Linked DNA regions of Mus musculus: all the other regions are linked to region 2. A link is a contact called in public HiChIP or PLAC-seq data. All regions are on one chromosome and are shown on one strand. Each heading gives the region's core, a stretch centred on a gene start, on an enhancer-like site or on the middle of the called end of the contact. The rest is flanking DNA. Distances are from core to core; before and after follow the strand shown.

The links. HiChIP or PLAC-seq counts read pairs in DNA pulled down with a chosen protein or histone mark.
Region 1: an HNF4G HiChIP or PLAC-seq map of pancreatic cancer cells shows a contact between it and region 2. The contact joins two enhancer-like sites. A contact is called at or near these places in 2 of 484 Hi-C or Micro-C datasets (Th1 cells and bone marrow-derived macrophages) and 5 of 115 datasets of contacts at active chromatin or transcription factors (CD8 T cells, the NIH/3T3 cell line, embryonic fibroblasts and 2 more).
Region 3: an HNF4G HiChIP or PLAC-seq map of pancreatic cancer cells shows a contact between it and region 2. The contact joins two enhancer-like sites. A contact is called at or near these places in 10 of 39 promoter capture datasets (the 3T3-L1 cell line, HPC-7-derived erythroid cells, cranial neural crest and 5 more), 3 of 15 datasets of contacts at CTCF or cohesin (the NIH/3T3 cell line and large pre-B cells), 10 of 484 Hi-C or Micro-C datasets (Th1 cells, Th2 cells, bone marrow-derived macrophages and 5 more), 16 of 115 datasets of contacts at active chromatin or transcription factors (CD8 T cells, the NIH/3T3 cell line, Th17 cells and 12 more) and 1 of 9 other capture datasets (embryonic stem cells).

Annotation. Positions count from the first base shown.
Region 1 is chr6:115,461,561-115,464,841 of GRCm38.p6, forward strand. Pparg (peroxisome proliferator activated receptor gamma) reads left to right here. Exons shown (of 8, transcript NM_001308354.1): 6 at 1,526-1,725. Among named protein-coding and RNA genes, the nearest start is that of Gm36301, 56 kb to the right of the region's middle. Within about 2 kb of position 1,616, at least 94 of the 459 cell types and tissues checked have an H3K27ac peak or open chromatin away from gene starts, as enhancers often do. A contact at or near this core is called in pancreatic cancer cells, where this site is marked.
Region 2 is chr6:115,292,476-115,295,567 of GRCm38.p6, forward strand. No RefSeq gene overlaps it. Among named protein-coding and RNA genes, the nearest start is that of Gm38877, 23 kb to the right of the region's middle. Within about 2 kb of position 1,611, at least 7 of the 459 cell types and tissues checked have an H3K27ac peak or open chromatin away from gene starts, as enhancers often do. A contact at or near this core is called in pancreatic cancer cells, where this site is marked.
Region 3 is chr6:115,526,386-115,529,936 of GRCm38.p6, forward strand. It overlaps Gm36355 (a long non-coding RNA gene), which reads right to left. Exons shown (of 7, transcript XR_869382.3): 7 at 1-1,382. Among named protein-coding and RNA genes, the nearest start is that of Gm36301, 8.7 kb to the left of the region's middle. Within about 2 kb of position 1,281, at least 17 of the 459 cell types and tissues checked have an H3K27ac peak or open chromatin away from gene starts, as enhancers often do. A contact at or near this core is called in pancreatic cancer cells, where this site is marked.

The sequences.
Region 1 (3,281 bases), core at 366-2,865, 170 kb after region 2:
TATACCTTGTCTTATGATAAATATACTATCTTTAGTGTAAGAATAAAAACCATCCACCTGGAGCTGGAGAGATGGCTTAGCAGTTAAGAGCACTATCTGCTCTTGCAGAGGACCCAGGTTTGATTCCCAACTCCCACATAACAATTAACATCTGTCTGTCACTCCAATTCCAGGGAACCCATTGCCCTCTGCTGGCCTCCTCAGACATTAGGTACACACTGTGATGCAGAGATGCAGGCAAATTCACACAATTTTTTTTTAATTTTTTAACATCTCAAAAACAAACAAACAAACAAACAAAAAAAGCACAAACCTGTTGGTTCTCATATTCAGCAACATTGATTGAGTTCTACCAAGTACTAAGATATATGTAAATGTGCCCCAACCTTTGCTCACAAGTAGCCTATCATCTAAGTAAAAGAGCCCACCATCATCTTGAGTGTCACATAGAATGGTGCTCAAGATACTACTAAGTATGAGAGCAAGATGTTCCACTGGAGAAAAGCAGTGTCCTAAAGAGAGCTAGCTCAACAAAGAATGGTGTCAAAGAAACATTACTCAAAGGGACATTTTATAAGTAATATCAGACCAGGAAGTAGGAAATTTTATGCAAGTTAGAAGTCTATAAACAGATTACTATTTATTTAATTTTTTTGGGGAAGGCCTTGCACATGCCAAGCAAGGGTTCTGTGCCCAAAGGACACCCCAGCTCACACAGGTCAATTCCTACATTAGGCCCTACAGTCTGTCTTAAGTCTTTGCTTTGCATTCACACTTCCTCACTCCTTGAGAAGCCAAATTAAAGGTATTCTGATGAACCTCATTAAGGGGGAATTCTGCAGAGTTAGGGGGTAAGTCAGTTTCCATCCATTTAATGTCCAAGTTCCCTGGTCTTTCTTTACAACAGAAACGGATAGCTCATATGAACTGACTGAGAACAGGGCCTATGTTTGTACAACTTGAACTTCTCCGTAACTGTTTAATTCATGAAACACAAAGATGCTCCTGCCGTACCTTTTATGAAGTGCAGAGGTTACCAAGATAATTATGACAGTGTCCCTGTCTGCAGGACATTGTTCTACAGAGGGGTTAGAGGTATAAAAAGTCATAATTATAGTACAGTGTGAACATTTTGATTGTTGAAATGCTTAGGGTTGGGGGAACACTGGGAAGAAATAATTAGCTGTACTTGAAAGCTCTATAAAGATGACTTTGCATCTTTGGATAGGAGTTGTCTCTCGATTCATGTTTAAATGAATATGTATTCCTGTTTGCTAGCGGATCCTTCCAATTTCCTAACAGGATCGTATGTTGCCTTTTTTAACTGAAGAAGTAAATAAGTTAATTTCATTTGTCTGTGCTACTGTTGCGAAATAAAAACATGAGCAAAGTGGTAGATAGAAGGCAGAACCAGCGCCGGGTGGAGAGAGGGACTCTCAGTGTGGGAACCAAGATTAGGGAGAGCACAATGCGGAGCCCTAGTAATGATCCAATGATTCATCCTGTCATTCCTCTTCCTCTGTAGCCATCAGGTTTGGGCGGATGCCACAGGCCGAGAAGGAGAAGCTGTTGGCGGAGATCTCCAGTGATATCGACCAGCTGAACCCAGAGTCTGCTGATCTGCGAGCCCTGGCAAAGCATTTGTATGACTCATACATAAAGTCCTTCCCGCTGACCAAAGCCAAGGCGAGGGCGATCTTGACAGGAAAGACAACGGACAAATCAGTTAGTTCTCTTCTGCTCTCTTCACTGGGGGAGGCTGGGGCTGGGGGTTGTTTCCTTTGACTAAATGATTTGCTTTGGTGCACATGCATATGCAAAAACAAACAAACAAACAAACAAAAAACAGCTCAGCTGCAGGCTGTTAAAATCTAGTGGCAGGCTAGGTCCAAAACACAGGAAATGTCTTCAAATAGGATAAGTAAACATTGTTCTGAAAAGGGAGTAAGTCCTCCAAGCTGTAATAAAAAACCTTTGAGAGTAATACAAGAGCTCATAGGTCATCTCTACACTCATGAATGAACGTGAAGCCTTCCAGTCACAAGAGTGTCTCAGAAGCCGTGCAGGAGGCTGAGCAGGTGTGTTAAGCTGTTGTGTCCCACTTCTACCTTTCAGTTTTTCTATGGTCATTTGTCCCAGGTCCAAAGTGGGCACAAAAGTACATCAGGATATCATGAGACCTATTTCCTTACAGTACCTAGCTTTATTCCTGGGAAACTGGAGGCTCTGGCCTTCTATTATATACATGAGTTCTACTTTCTGCAAGGATCTAAGTTGCCTATGCTACTCCAATGGAATGGTTGGTTGCTTGCTTGCTTGCTTGGTTTAGTATGCTAACTATTGGATTGAATCCCAGGCAAGCATGTTGGGTACATGTGTGCTAGAACTAAGCTACAGTCCCAAGCCACAAAAGTATTCTTAAGTACCTGGAGATTCTTTGACTGATATTGTTTAGCAATTCATAATAGATGAAAATTATCATTGAATCCAGTTTTCTAGGAAGCAGAAAGCTTCTGATAGGAAGTTGAGAATCAACATCAAATTACATTAAAATAAAACCTCAATGCTGCTCCCCAGTCCACCAGCAGCTGCAAGTGTGCACTGGATTGGGCTCTTCAGGTCTTTCAGCCAGGGTCTGGCTTTGATGTCTATGCTATGATGAATGTCCCTAGGCAGTAGGAGCTACAAGTCCCATGCAGAAGACCTGGATCCAGCTCTTGAAAACCCTGTGTGTGGTCAGTTACTTTCATGGCCAGGAGAGCCAGTCAACTATTAGGTGGATACATGTAACTTGATGACCATTTAGATTTTAGAAGAAAAAAATCGTATTATCTCCTAATGTGTTTTGAGGACTATCTCAGGTTATTTCTTTCGTTTTAGATAAATGACTTCGAGTGGAATCAGCTAGTAGCTATGAGAAAGCCACATGCCAGTAAGAACAGTTGAGTTTCTCCCTGCAAAAGAGGTGATTGATACTTTCACAGTGATACACAAGGCCCTAGGCACTACAGTTTCCAAGTATTTTACACATTCTTTACACTCGAGCTCAGGGTCCTCTGAAGGCTGCAATTGTTTGTTATTATCTTCATTTAAGAAGAAGGAACTGAAGTGGAGAGGGGCAAGCACATAGAAACCCCAAGGCCATGACATAAGCTCCCTGACTTCTAGTTGGGAGCATTCTCAGCATGCTATTCTAGGACTACAGAACACGAGTCACAGTACCATGGGCTCTGTGCACTGTGTACCAAAAGTAGCCATGGCAAGAGACACACAAGTGAAGC
Region 2 (3,092 bases), core at 361-2,860:
TAAAACTGAACATGAAGCAAACCTAGAGAACCTTTCCATCCAGAGGGGCAGGATTTCCCAGCCATCTCTTCTTCTTCACAATCTCCTGACCTTGAGGGGGTAGGCAGGCTCCAGGGATGAATCTATTCTTGCCAAACCAGACAACCTGCATCTCCAACTGCTCACTAATTAGGCCACCATTTTGGACTTTGATGTGACAGTTTTCAAAAGTGAACGCTGCCTTTGTTCAAAACCCTAAATTATGGCCTCACCATGTGTTCTCTACTCTCAGAATCAGCTTCCCCCATCCTTTGTCAAATGCTAGGCCAGATAAAGCCTGGAGCTCCACTTTCGTCATCGTGCATCCCTGACTCACATGCCCAGAATAATTCCCCACTGCCTAGAGCACAAGCTCCGATCTGGAGCTTATCATCAAGGCCTTCAGCAAACAGAAACCAAATCCACCCTGAGCTTGCTGCCCCGAAAGTCCCCTGCTCCAGATTAAAGCTCTCCGAACTGTCCTGACCCCACTACAACTTGTGTTCTCTTGTCTGCTCACATCTTGGGGGCAAGATGGGCTCTCTTTCCCTTAAGCTTGGCCACATAGTCCCCACCTTTATAGCCCCACCCCCATCTCACAGTTTACTACTGAGCTCTCTGATGACCCAGGGACCAGGGATCTAAGCCTTATCGCTGCTACACTGACCACGAGACTGCAGAGACCTTTCAGAGACCATTCTGTCTGCCTGAAAGATGTCAGAGTCAAACGGGAGAGACAGCCCAGCTGTTAAAGGCTAGATTCCAACCAAAAAGAAGCCAAGACAACAAACAAACAAACCTCCTGTAATTTATGTGTTTGAATCCTTAGGGGATACCTAGCTCAATGCTAATGTAAAAGGATACTCGTGACCCCCCCAGCCTTCTCTGTAGGGCCGGATTCAGCTCTCTGAGTGCTAAGCTAATGTTCATTTATTTAGAACTGGGACAACTACAAACACCCAAATCACCTCTTTAAAGCACTGACGTCTGCTCAAGCCATCCTTCCAGAACCTGGAACCCCATTCAAAGTCCTGGGTTCTCAGGACTTGTGGAAAAGAAGTCCTGTAAGACAGGGCATGTGCTAGAAAATCCATAACCCATAAATAGCATCTTTAAGATCCAGTAGCTGTTAAAGTTTCTTTCTTTGGGTCTCGAATGCTATTTCCTAAAAAGGTTTTGACACGGAACTTCAATGTTCCCAACAGACTGTAATGAATTTATTCTGACTATTCAGGGATGTGGGTCACATACATCTTTAAGTGGTGTTTTGTCTCTCCATAGTCCCCATATCACACCCTAAGGTGGTTCTTGTTCCCTGCCATGGAGATCTGAGTCTTTAAACACCATTTATTACCAGTTTAGTCCCCACTAGAGCCAGCCCTGCCACCCACTGTATATGGCAGAGAGACTCCCTAGCTGGTCTTCAGATACCAGGCAGACAGCTGCAGCTAAGCACAGGGCCATTATCAACAGGAAGAAGAAGGTGCTTCTTGATACAGACTCCTCTGAGGATGCACAGGGCTTGACCCCTTCAGTGGAGAAGAGCAGGTGCCTTGCATGCGTACCCAGTGGTGCATCTGCAGTGGTGGGAGAGGCTGAGTCACATCTGGATCCATGCCCACAGCCTCCAGCCCAGAGGAGGCAGGCCAGCAGCAGGAGGTGCTCCATAGAGAGCAAGTACCTTGGAAAATAGGATTGGGCTCTCTGGCAGTATCTTATCCTTACCACCGCTTCAAGCCTGGGGCTGCTGACTGATTGAAATACCATTTTAATTAAAACATTTGCCCTACGTGACAGGAGCAATTTAATGAAAGATTACCAAAGTAAGCACAATATTAAAAATGTGTCCAGGCACTGCTGTTTTGTGATGTTCGTCTTCCTTCTGTAAGGAAGGCCAAGATTTCAGTAGATTACACCAGGGGCTCAGTGGTTCACAGCACAGGCTGTTCTTACAAAGGCCCCGGGTTTGATTCCCAAACCCATGTGAGAGTTCAAAACTCCCTGTAACCCCAGGTCTAAGGGATCTGACCTCCTCTGACCATCCATACAGATAAAACAGCAAACCGCATAAAACATATAAATCTAAAACAAAAAGGCCAAACCAACCAGATTAGAGATCCACAGTCAGGAAATACATACATTAATTCTTGCTAAGTAGATGAGGTCTGGTCAGCTGGGTGTGATGGTGTACATCCAGCATGCAGGAAGCAGAGGTAGGAGGATCTCTGAGTTCTGGGCCAGCCTGGTCTACAGAGCTAGTCCCAGGATAGCCTGGGATACACAGAGGAGCCATGTCTTGGTGGAGTGAAACAATGAAGACAATAGGATTTGGAACAGATGTTCACGTGAAAGGCATTATGGGAAGAGAGAGTCCACGTGCAGAGGAACTGGGCAAGGGGACTGCTTTGACATGGAGGAGCACAGTGGGAAACTAAGCTCTCATGGTTTTCCAGAGCCTCTCTGTAACCCCAGGCAGGGCAAAACCAGAGCCCCTCTCAGCTCTGACGTAGGTGTTCTTGCCTTCCAAGGAGCCCTGGGCCATCAGAGGCCTGAGGGCTTGGAGACAGAGAGCAAGAGAAGGCGTAGCTTTACGTGCAGGAAGTGACTCGCTTAAAAATCCAATTGGCTCTCCTTATCCTTATTCTGGGCTTCACATCAGCGGATCAGACCTATGCTGGGCTCTGGCTGGCATGTACTATTAACCTGGGATGGAGGCATCAGTACTGACCACGTACAGAGCATGTGCCATTATTTCCTAAACAATTCAAAGCACCTATTCCTATAGTGTTTCCATGGCATCAGGAAGCCAGAGACAATCTCAAGTGTGGAGGAGGCTGTGCCAGGTCCTAGGCAAACACAACACCATCTTGTAGAGGGGAGTTGAGCATTTGTGGGCTTTGGCAACCATGGGAATCCTGGAGTCAATCTGTTAGATACTAGTGTGTTTTAAAGGCAGTCTGAAAGTTTACTCTGTGGTAAGGGTGTGGCTGCTGGAGCCAAATTAGGGAAAAGAAAGATGGCCAAGGTTAGATTTTTGTAAGTATGTACTAGTCCATGGGTCAAAAGCCACTAAG
Region 3 (3,551 bases), core at 31-2,530, 230 kb after region 2:
ATTCCTCAAAAGTCAGATGGGGGGGACTGGGCCCTTCATTGTATGCCTTTCTAGCCATGTTGTTTGTGCACTGGCTGCAGGTGAGAAGCCTGTGACCAGTGGTGCAAGGGACAGAGGTGCCCTGCACAGCAATTTCTAGAGGAATGGAAACAGGCAGTGGTAGAATGGCCCAGAAGGTGTCTGAGGAACAGGCAACGCTACTGGAGCTCGGGGGAGACAAAGGGCAGAAACACTGGAAGAGGGGATTTCTTTCCAACCCAGTGAATATTTCAATTAGTGGTTCTACTTCTTGGTTATTGGTTACTTAGTTGTTTTCATGCTAGGTTAGTTGGTTGGTTGGTTGGTTGGTTGGTTGGTTGGTTGGTTGGTTGATTAGTGGCTCTGTTGGTTAGATGATTGATTGTTCAGTTGGTTAGTCAATTGGTTGGATGACCAGTTGGTTTAGTTGTTCAGTCCATTGATTCATTGGTTGTTGAATGATGGTTATCCCATTAGTTGTTTACTTGGTTGGTTGGTTGACTGTACAGTTGGTTGTCTATTTGGTTTCTGGGTCAGCTGATTAGTTGGTTGGTTGGTGGCTTAGATGGTTGGCTGGTTGCTTGGTGGTTCAACTAGTTGCTTGATTTGCTGGTTGGCTGCTGGTTGGTTAATTTGTTGGTTGGTCGCTGAGTTGGGAATTGTCAATATGGACAAATCTTAGGTTCTGTTGCCTATTTGAAATATTTCCTGGACTTCCTTAAGAAAATTCCATCTGAGACTGAGATACAGTTTAGTGGTACACTTCACTTGTCTAACATGTGAAGTGCCGAGGTCCACCTCCAGCACCACAAAGAAATCAGAGGAGAAGAGAGAAGAGTGGGGTAAATGGAGAGGGACAGGGCAGTTCCAGAACCTAATCCACCTCCTACTTACATGAAAGCATTTGTCCATTCAAGAAAGATTCATCTGGGCTTCCTCTTACAGCTCTATGAGGCCATTTGATATATAAACTCCTTGTTCAAGTTCATGGGATCTGTCCACAAAGGCTTGGCTTCCTGTTAGTGCCAAGGTCATGGATGTGGTAGGAGCTTTTAAGAGTACTGCTACCTACCAGGGACTGTATCCCTCTCTTTCTCACACACAACACACACACACACACACACACACACACACACACACACACACAGGACTGGAGCAGCCTGGAGGCACCTAGAAAGCTCTCAAGGGCACTGAGTTATCAGGCGTGTCCTCCAGTCTCCACCAGGTCTGGTCTTTGCTGATGGCTGGCGATAGGGCTCCTCTGTGGGCCAGCCTCCACTGCCTTGCTCTTCAGCAAACATTCCAGGGGGGTTGTTCAGCCTGCGGTTAATGTGGGTTGCCATTCATTTCATCTATATCACAACCTGGAAGCAAACAAACAGAAAGCTATATAGATTTTAAAAGTCTAAATTAAGTCATAATGGGGCGCAGAGGATCTGGTTAAATTTGCAAAAAATAGATTTGCTAATTCCTCTGTTCTCTGTGCCAGTGCAGAGGCGACACACTTTACTAATAGCGAGACCAGGACAGCTCCAGGCTGTTCCTGCCTTCCTGCACTCCCCTCAAGTCCTCCACAGTTCTTAGGGAAAAAGAGGGGATCCTGTGGGCACAAAGGCAAACAGGGAGCAACTTTGAAGATATGTATGAGCCAGAGTAAGGCTAACAGAAGGCCCAGGAGCCAGGCCCTGTGCACACTGCTCACACTCCCACCCTGTGTCTTCAGAGTGAGCCAACAGGTAGCTCACTGCCATCCTTATCTGCAGTTTCTCCATCCGACATGTCTTGAAACTTTCCAAGGTTAAAGATGGCATCTGTACTGAACACGCACAAATCTTTCTCTGTGCAGTTGTTCCCTAAACACAGTAAACTGTCTATCTCTCTAGCACGTGCTCCTCATCCAGTATTTGATGCAACCCAAGATTTAAGGGTCTCAAAAGGATGTGTACAGGCGGGTCCTATGCAAGTGCCATGACGTACTACAAAAGGGGGTCTCAACCCATCGCAAGGACTGTGGAGGGGGGAGCTCCTATCCCCATCTGTCAGATGAGACAGATAAAGCTCCAGCAGGCAAGCCCTGTGCCTGAGGTCATAGTAGGCTTTGAGTTCTGCTAGTAGCAACCAGGGGCCCAAGTTGACTGTTTCAAAGATCCCCCAGGCTTGTTATCCTGCTTCATCTTCCTGTACCGGGGTTTCTCTATGTCTCACCAGCCTGTTGGTACAAATGAGTCACCTAGACAACTGGCTATCATCTCACCAGCCCAGCCCCAGCCCTGGCCCCCTGCTCACCTGGGTCTTTAGCCACCCACCTCAGCACTTCCTAGAGCAAGAGTCCCTGAGATGTCCACGATCTCTTCTCCTTCAAAGTTTACCCAGTCAAGAACACCACGGAACATGGCAGAGTGGGCTTTCTGGGGCTAGAGAGATATACCCCACTAGAAGTAGGGGAACAGGGTTCTGGTGGCCCCATGAGCAAGCAACCTCAGTGCTGCCCTCGCCCTTAGGAGCTTCCCTGTAGAGGGAAGATGGGTACTGTTGGTTCTCAGCATGTCCCCCAAGCAGCTACAGACTGGGACACGGGACCTCAGGAAGACACACACTAGTAGTGTCACCATGCAGCCAGAGTGCCATGGAGAGAGCTCGAGAAGAGAATGGAAGGATTGTGGGAGGGGACATGCCTGGCTGGGCAGAAGCCCATGCTACCAGTCACAGAGGGTTCAACAGTCCAGGTTCAGTGCTGTGAACCTTTATTACCACTGCCCACTTCCAAGCCAAGTAGGGTAGGGACAAGGAAACTGTTGGGGCTCAGAGGGACCAAGCCACTGGTCTGAAGTCACAACACCAGTGGTGAGCTTTTGTAGAATCAGATCTGAGGGTCCCCAACTTTATATTCATGAATGTTGTCTTTACCAGTGTGAGACCCAGCATTGAGAAACTCAGCTTCTATAATATTCAGTCAAAGCCCTTGCTATATTGACTGCAGTTCTTAGGATAGGACCTTCCATCATCTTTCCATCCACACAGTGAGCAGGACAGGAATTCCCTGAATTCCAGCAGGATCCAGGGAGCAGGCTTTCACTCAGAGGCTGTGGATGTGACCCAGCACTTGCCTCGCCGCAAGCTTGAAGCCCTGGATTCTATCCCTAGTACTGCATAAACCAATGATGGGACACATGCCTGTAATCCCAGCCCTTGGGAAGAAAAAACAGGAAAGTCAGAAGTTCAAGGTCATCCGAACTTTCTCAGAGCGTGGCTATATGAGTCTCAGAAAGAGGAGAGGGAGCATGGGAAAGAAGCTAGAAAACAATAAACAGCCATTTTATGTCAATTTAAAAATTAAATATTGCAGGTACCTGGAAAGGTACAGCAGTAAAGAGCACTGACTGCTCTTGCAGAGGACCCAGGTTCAATTCTCAGCACCCACGTAGCGGCTCACAACCTCCTGTAACCCCAGTTCTAGGGATCTGATGGCCTCTTCTGACTTCCATTAACAACAGGCACACATATGCTGGAGAGACACACATGTGGGTCAAAAT